Linked DNA regions of Mus musculus: region 1 is linked to region 2. The links are chromatin contacts, called in public promoter capture Hi-C maps. All regions are on one chromosome and are shown on one strand. Each heading gives the region's core, a stretch centred on a gene start, on an enhancer-like site or on the middle of the called end of the contact. The rest is flanking DNA. Distances are from core to core; before and after follow the strand shown. Region 1 holds the start of Fbxl18 (F-box and leucine-rich repeat protein 18). Region 2 holds the start of Mmd2 (monocyte to macrophage differentiation-associated 2).

Evidence for each region. Promoter capture Hi-C pulls out the DNA fragments that hold promoters and counts their contacts.
Region 1: a contact with region 2 is called in a promoter capture Hi-C map of frontonasal cranial neural crest. The contact joins the promoter of Fbxl18 here to the promoter of Mmd2 in region 2. A contact is called at or near these places in 4 of 39 promoter capture datasets (cranial neural crest, frontonasal cranial neural crest, hippocampal neurons and 1 more), 2 of 115 datasets of contacts at active chromatin or transcription factors (both in embryonic stem cells) and 1 of 9 other capture datasets (adipose tissue).

Annotation. Positions count from the first base shown.
Region 1 is chr5:142,893,942-142,897,738 of GRCm38.p6, reverse strand. It overlaps Fbxl18 (F-box and leucine-rich repeat protein 18), which reads left to right and starts at 2,501. Exons shown (of 5, transcript NM_001033312.3): 1 at 2,501-2,629. Gm38733 (a long non-coding RNA gene) reads right to left here and starts at 2,435. Exons shown (of 2, transcript XR_003955825.1): 1 at 2,272-2,435; 2 at 1-34.
Region 2 is chr5:142,607,372-142,610,880 of GRCm38.p6, reverse strand. Mmd2 (monocyte to macrophage differentiation-associated 2) reads left to right here and starts at 2,129. Exons shown (of 7, transcript NM_175217.6): 1 at 2,129-2,323. The coding sequence starts at 2,274.

The DNA.
Region 1 (3,797 bases), core at 1,252-3,751, 290 kb before region 2:
GATGGCACACATCTGTGACTCTGGCACCTGGGAACTTGGAAAGGCAGGAGGAGCTGCAGTTGGAGGCCAGCCTGAAATAAATAGTAACCTTCGGACCAGTCTAAGCTTTATGATACCGTAGTGCAAAGAAACCTGGAAAGGGCTTGCAAAGCGGCTCACTGAGGAAGAGCATCTGCCGCACAAGTGACCTGACGACAGCCAATAGAAACCACTGCTGGGGCTGGCGAGATGGCTCAGTGGTTAAGAGCGCCGACTGCTCTTCTGAAGGTCCTGAGTTCAAATCCCAGCAACCACATGGTGGCTCACAACCATCCGTAACGAAATCTGATGGAGTATATGAGGACAGCTACAGTGTACTTACATATAATAAATAAATAAATCTTTAAAAAAAAAAAAAAAAAGAAACCACTGCTGATGGGGCTGGAGAGATGGCTCAACGGTTAAGAGCACTGACTGCCCTTCCAGAGGTCCTGAGTTCAATTCCCAGCAATTCCCACATGGTGGCTCACAACCATCTGGTGTGTCTGAAGACAGCGACAGTGTACTCATATACATTAAATAAATAATTTTTTTTTTTTAAAAGAAACCACTGCCAAAGGAGGAAACTGACTCCCCGGGTCTGTCCTTCAACGTCTGCATGTGCTTCCTGCTACATGCACCTATACACCTCTCTCTCTCTCTGTCTCCCCACACAATGTAAAATAAGAAATATAATTAAAAATGAAAAGGGAAGAAGTTGTTGAGTGTTGATGGTAGTGGTGGGAGATGGGCTGGGGTGTACATTTGTGGCCATCTTTATCTGGCACAGTGAGAATCAGCTGATGTCGAGCGATCGGGCTCCATCAGTGGCTCCAACTCACCCCTGTGCCCACCCCTTTCTGTGGCTTCCTGTTGCTCGTAAATTTTCTCTTCTCTGTAGTAGATGACAATGCTAAACTGGAGGGTTTAACCAGGGGCTTCAAACTCAGCTTTCCTGCTGTGTTCATAATTTGATTAATTTTTATAATTATTATTTTAGTTATGTGTCCCAAGGGAAGAAGGGTGTATTAGTTCCTCTATAGCCTTGGCAGTCCTGAAACGCACTATGTAGACCAGGCTGGCTTCAAACTCACTATATAGCCTAGGGTAACCTTGACCTGCAGGTCTTCCTGCCTCCACTTTCTGAGTCCTAAGATTGTTTCCGTTTGGTTTGGTTTATATAGTGCCAGGGACGGAACCCCGGGTTATGTATCTGCTAGACAAATACTCAAATGAACTACATCCCCAGCTCCCATTAAACTATTATCTTAATTTTAAACCATCTGGACTTCCTTCCTGACTCTTTCTCTGTGTACACTCGAGCGAGAGCACATGTGCATGACCAGTGCAGACACAGACACCAGAGGGCAGCTTCTAGAAGGCAGTCTTCTCCTTCCAGCGTGTGGGTCCTTGGAATCAAACTCACTTCAGGTGGTCAGTCAGAGTCAAGCTCCTTTCCCTGACGAGTCATTTCACGAGCTCTAGGAAACCATTTTTAACTGGAAACGCCGTGGAAACATTTATTATTCATTTATTCAGCAAATATTTATTTGTTCAGTGTTGACATGCAAAGAACAGTACCAGGCAGACTCTCTGCTTAGTTATGGGGGTACAGGCAGGGTGCTTACTTAGCACGCATGAAAGGAAGCCTTAGGTTCAATCCTCAGTAGTGTTAAAAAACAAAACAGCCGGGCGTGGTGGCGCACGCCTTTAATCCCAGCACTCGGGAGGCAGAGGCAGGCGGATTTCTGAGTTCGAGGCCAGCCTGGTCTACAAAGTGAGCTCCAGGACAGCCAGGGCTATACAGAGAAACCCTGTCTCGATAAACCCAAAACAAACAAACAAACAAACAAAAAAACAAAACAAAACCAAAAACCAACAACAACAACAACAAAACAAGATGGGGCTGGAGAGATGGCTCAGCGGTTAAGAGCACTGACTGCTCTTCCAGAGGTCCTGAGTTCAATTCCCAGAAACTTTGTCTGAAGACAGCTCCAGTGCACTCACATACATTAAATAAACAGTGGCCTAGGCATAGATGGGAGGCAGAGGTAGGCGGATTTTGTGACTTCAAGGCCAGCTTGGTCTTTATAGCTAATTCCAGGACAGCCAGGACTACAGAGTGAGACTCAAAACAAGCAAAAAGGCTTAGCAAGTCAGGCGGTGCAAAGAGCTATTGAGAGTTGTAACGCAAGATGAGGGGCAAATTCAGGAGCGTGTGCACATGAAGGTTGCTATGGTTATCTAGGATACCTGAGCGCTGTGACAGATGACTTGGAGCGCAGTGTGTAGCGCGAATGGCAAATGCAAAGGCCTGGAGCAGAACGCATGTTGTTGGAGCGACAGCAAGAAACTGCGGAGGTAGCTTAAGAGACTGGTCACTCGTGACCTTCTGGACGCCTCTGAATCCTGAGAGTACTTTATGCCACACCCAACATGGCGACCGCACCGGGTCCATCCGGGCGCAAGCGGAAGTACGTCTAGGCGTGCGCCGCAGCCACGCCCCTTACCGGGGTCTCTGTGGAGCTGTGGCCGCGCCGGCTTCGAGCATCCCTACGCTGGCAGGCTGGGGGACTGTGAGGCTGCAGCTCCGGCGGCTAGCTCCGGAGAGGTACGACCTGCACCTCCAGCCCCGGCGGCTGGAGTCCCCTCTGGGCTTCCCTCCCGACCCTGGCTTTATTCCAAGGCCCATCCTTGCCGTCTCCTACCCTCCTACCAGGCCCTCTCCTCTCCTGACCCCATCTGTTCCCAGGCGCACAATCTCGATGGCCAGAATGGACCCTTTCACGTGGCCTGCTGAGTTTCCAGGCCTTTCCCCCGTCTCCTTGTGTGTTGGCTCTGCCCTCGCAGCTATGGGACGTTGTCCCTTCTGCTTGTGTTTTCTTGTTTGTTTTACACTGTAGCCCAGTCTAGCCTGGAGTTCAGTGTGCAGCCCAGGCTGGTTTTGAACGTACAGCAATCTTTCTATTGTAGCCTTTGTAAATCTGGGGTTACAGGTGTGCATCATCACGCGGTGGTTAATGTGCAGCTAAGGGTGGAACTCAGGGCTTCGACCCCATTCCCAGCCCTGGCTTCTTCTTTTTTTCTATCAGCTTAAGTGCAGCCCACTTCTTTCTGGAGTCTACTTGTGATGCGCGGGAGTGTGATAGGGCGTCGGACTGACCCCAGAGCTTTATGATCTAGGTCAGCTGGAGAATCCCACTGCGTCTTGTTACGGGTGTGCAGTATTTTTTTCTGCAGACGACAGTATGGGGCCGTGGCGGGGGTTAGGGGAGCACCTGGTAGCTTCCCTGTTGCCTTCCTCCCTATCTTGAGTTATATTTGTTCTTTCCTAGGTACTCGCATCTGGGGGTACACCTATTTATCATATTAGCGTGTGTGTATGCGTGAGTACTGGCATGTGCATGTCATGGGTGCGTGTCGTGGCGTACATGTGGAAGTCAGAGGACCACTTTGAAGAGTTGGTTGTTGCCTTTTATCTGGTTTATATTAGTGTGTGTGTGTGTGTGTATGTGTGTATGTATAACTGTGTGTGGGTATGTGTACATGAGTACAGGTGTCTGAGGAGACCAGAGGATCATGTGCACCCGGTGTTGGAGTTACACAGGTGGTTATTCGCCTCCCCAGTGTGGGTACTGGGAATCGAACTCAGGTCCTCCGAAAGAGTAGTACTAAATTATCGCTTCTGCCTTTCCCCCCAGTTGAGACAGGATCTCTCTTGATGGTGTATACTCCAGAGTAGCTGGCTTGTGAGCTTTTGACAGATGCCCCTATCTCCT
Region 2 (3,509 bases), core at 880-3,379:
TATCCCATGTGGTGGGATGAGCATGTTAGATGTCTTGAATTTCTAAGCCAGCAACTGAGGCTGGTCAGTCTTACATGTAAGCACCCAGGGTCCTCCTTTTTGCCTCTTCCTTCAGCATCTTCATCCTCCCCACCCCTCCCCCAGGTACTGCCACTCCTGCCATGATCTCCTCGCTCTGCACCATCTCCCTGTAGCCCTCTGGCTTTGCCCACGCCCGGCCCAGCAGAGGAAGGCAGAGGTGGACCAGGCAGTCTTCTGTCAGTCTGCTTCTTCTTTCTGCTCCCTTGACCCAGAAGGTGTGGGTGTTCTTTTCTCAGCATTCCAAACAAGAACTAGAGCAAGGCCACTTAGGAGGCCTTGTTCCCAGCCACTTGGGAGGCCGAAGATAGGAGGATCACAAGTTCACTGTCAGCCTGGGCTACAGAGTGGGTTCAAGGCCAGCTTGAGTAAGTTTGCCTGGCTATCTGAAAAAAAAAAAAAAAAAAGTGAAAGGGGACCAGAGATGTAATCTAATCATGGAGTGTCCATCTAGCATGTGCTGGAGCCTGAATTCAACCTGTAGCACTGGGTAAAAATAAGCAAATTGAGACGATCAGGGGGCTATGGACTTAGGAAGGGGGAAGCCATGGTGGAGGAGGAGAGGACTTGTCGTCAATTTGGGGACCCATCTGGTCACCTTGCATACATGGTCAAGAAGCAGAGAGATGCTGGGCCGGGGTGATGCACACCTTTAATCCCAGCATTGAGGCAGAGGTAAGTGGATCTCTGAGTTCAAGGGCAGCCTGGTCTACAGAGTGGTAGCCAGGGCGACCCAGAGAAACCCTATCTCTAAAAACAAAACCGCCACCACCAACAACAAAAAGAATCTAGGAGACAGGAACTCTGGCATTAAGTTCACAATATTTCTTTTATTCAAGGCCAGCCCCCAGCCCAGGATCAAGGTCCAGCTCACATTTAGGGGTGGCCTTCCTTCCCTTACCCAACCAATAAGATCCCTCACAGACATGCCCAGAGGTTGTATCTTTGGTGATTCTAGATCCTGCCAAGTGGAAAGTCAACAATAGTAGCTGTCATGAACACCAAAGACCATCTTGCCCCTGCAGCTCCCTCAAGGGGTGTTCAAAATGTTCAGAGACAGATTGGGTTCCCACGTCCTCCAAAGATGTCACGCCCCCCCCTAAAGCAGAAAGCTGAATCTGGTGGCTGGTGAGCCAGCTCAACAGGTAAAGATGCTTGTCTTCAAGCCGGAAGACCTGAGTTTTGTCCCTAAGTTGTCCATGGTGTAGGAACAAAGCTAACTCCTGCAAGTTGCCTTCTGCCCTCTACACGCATGATAAATACGTAACTGCAGGCGGCTGGAGAGCTTGCTCAGCGGTTGAGTGCTTCCTGTGCATACAGAGGATTGGAGTTCGAATCCCAACACCCGCTTCGGTTGCCTCACAACTGCCCCTAACTCCCGCTCCTGGGGATCCCAGACTTCTTATCTCCACACACTTGCACTCACATATGCACATAGCCCCACCCCCACCCTGCGCACATATACACACATAAATTAAAAATAAATGCTTTAAAATATTAAAATGCAATAAAGTAATAATAAAAAGAAAACTGGAGTTTGAAGACATGAGGATAGACTTGGGGCTGTAGATTCTGAACATGATGGAATGTCCCCATCTTGGTACTGGGATGTGGATGTGAATGGGGATTGGGGCAGGGGGCAGGGGGGAGGGGAGCAGCGGCGAAGGTGGAATGGGAGGGGGTGGAGCAAGATGGTTCCTAGAGACACAGAGTCCTGGATGGTAGGGTGGATTCAGGGCTAAGAGCCTGCAATAAGTAAACTGAGGGTGCCACCTAGTTCGGTCCCCAGGCGTCCCCTGTGGCTTTGCAGTGCTGCCCGGATGGCAAGCCGTAACAGAGGCAGTTCAGTCTAGTCCAAGCTGTCTTCTGCTGGCTAGAACAGCAATGGGGTGGAGGGGACCCGGGGAGAAGCTAGCAGGAGGGAGGGGGCCTCCCAGCCGGGCGATTGGCAGCGTGCGCCCAAGTCCCCCCCATATCCCGCCCCCGCCCCGCCCCCGCCACCATCTGCTCGGGATTTGCGATCCGGGAGACTCCAGGCTCAGGGGCTCGGGGCTCCGGAGGCAACTGATCGGGTCTGTTCAAGGCCCTGGAGCAGCCCGAGGATCTGACACCTTTCCAACCTGCTGCGCCTCCCGAAGCGGCTCCTGGTGTTCCCGCGTCCCAGCCCTGGTCTGGGCGCTGATGGAACCGCGGCGATGTTCACTCTGGCCAGGCTGCTGGATTTCCAGAAAACCAAATATGCAAGGTGAGTAGCGGGTCAGGGGGTGATAGACAGGGGCCAGGACACCAAGATCCTTCTTTCCTTTCCCCACTGTCTGGAGAACTGGGCTCGATGCACAGACCCCGTTGCCTGGGGCTAGAACAACCCAGCTTCTTCATAACGGAGTGGTAATTGTCACCCCGCTTTTGCGCTCAGCGCAGCGGATTCTCCGAGTTTCCTTTTTCCCCTGGGCGAGGTGCTTCTTCGGTCCAAAGCTCAGTTTCCACATTTGCGACCCGGTGAACTCTGAGAGTCTCCACCATTCGGAACCACGGAGGATTATATGAGATGATCCTTAGAAAGCAAATCTAAGGGTGGGGGAACTGCTCCATCCCTGTGGAGCTCTCTGGGGTCCTCCCTGAACCCAGATTTCTTTTCTTTTCTTTCTTTTATTTTATTTATTTATTTTTTGAGTCAGGTCTCACTATAGTAGTCCTGGCTGGCTTGGACCCTCCTTTGTAGACCAAGCTGTCCTTTGACCTCACAGAGCTCTGTCTAGCTCGGGAACACTGGTCCTTCTTTTCCTGTTTTCGAGACAGTCTTGCTACATACCCTAGGCTGGCCTTGATCTCACTATGTAGCCCAGGCTTGTCTTGAACTTAATTCTTCAGCCTTAGCCCCCCTGGATGCTGAAATTAGGGCTGGGACTCACAAGAGTATATTTTAGTTAACATTTTGTATACCTGATTCCCATCTGAACACGTTAGTTGTGAGTTATTTTGCATTGTGTTTTTTTAATACGAAGTTTTCATTATCTGGTGTGCATTTTGATTTGATTTGGTTGTCTTGAACGAGTATCATTATTATTACTATTATTTTTATTGCATGTGGGGTTGTGTACCCCACACATATATGGAGGTCAGACAATGTTGTGGAGTTGAATCTTTCCTTCCCACTATCTATGAATTCCAGAGATTGAACCCTGGTCTCCAGGCTTTTGTGGCAAACTCCGTGACTTGCTGAGCCATCTTGTCATGCCTTTCCTAGTCCTTTTTTTAATTTTATTTTTAAAAAATGTCTCATTCTATAGCCTAGTAGCCCAGGCTTCTCTGAAACACACTATGTGGCCCAGGTCAGCCTTACACGGACAGCAGTCCTTTGGCCTCAGCCTCCTGAAGGCTGGGATTACAAGTGTGGGCTGGTATGCCTGGCTGCTCATGGAGATGTGATT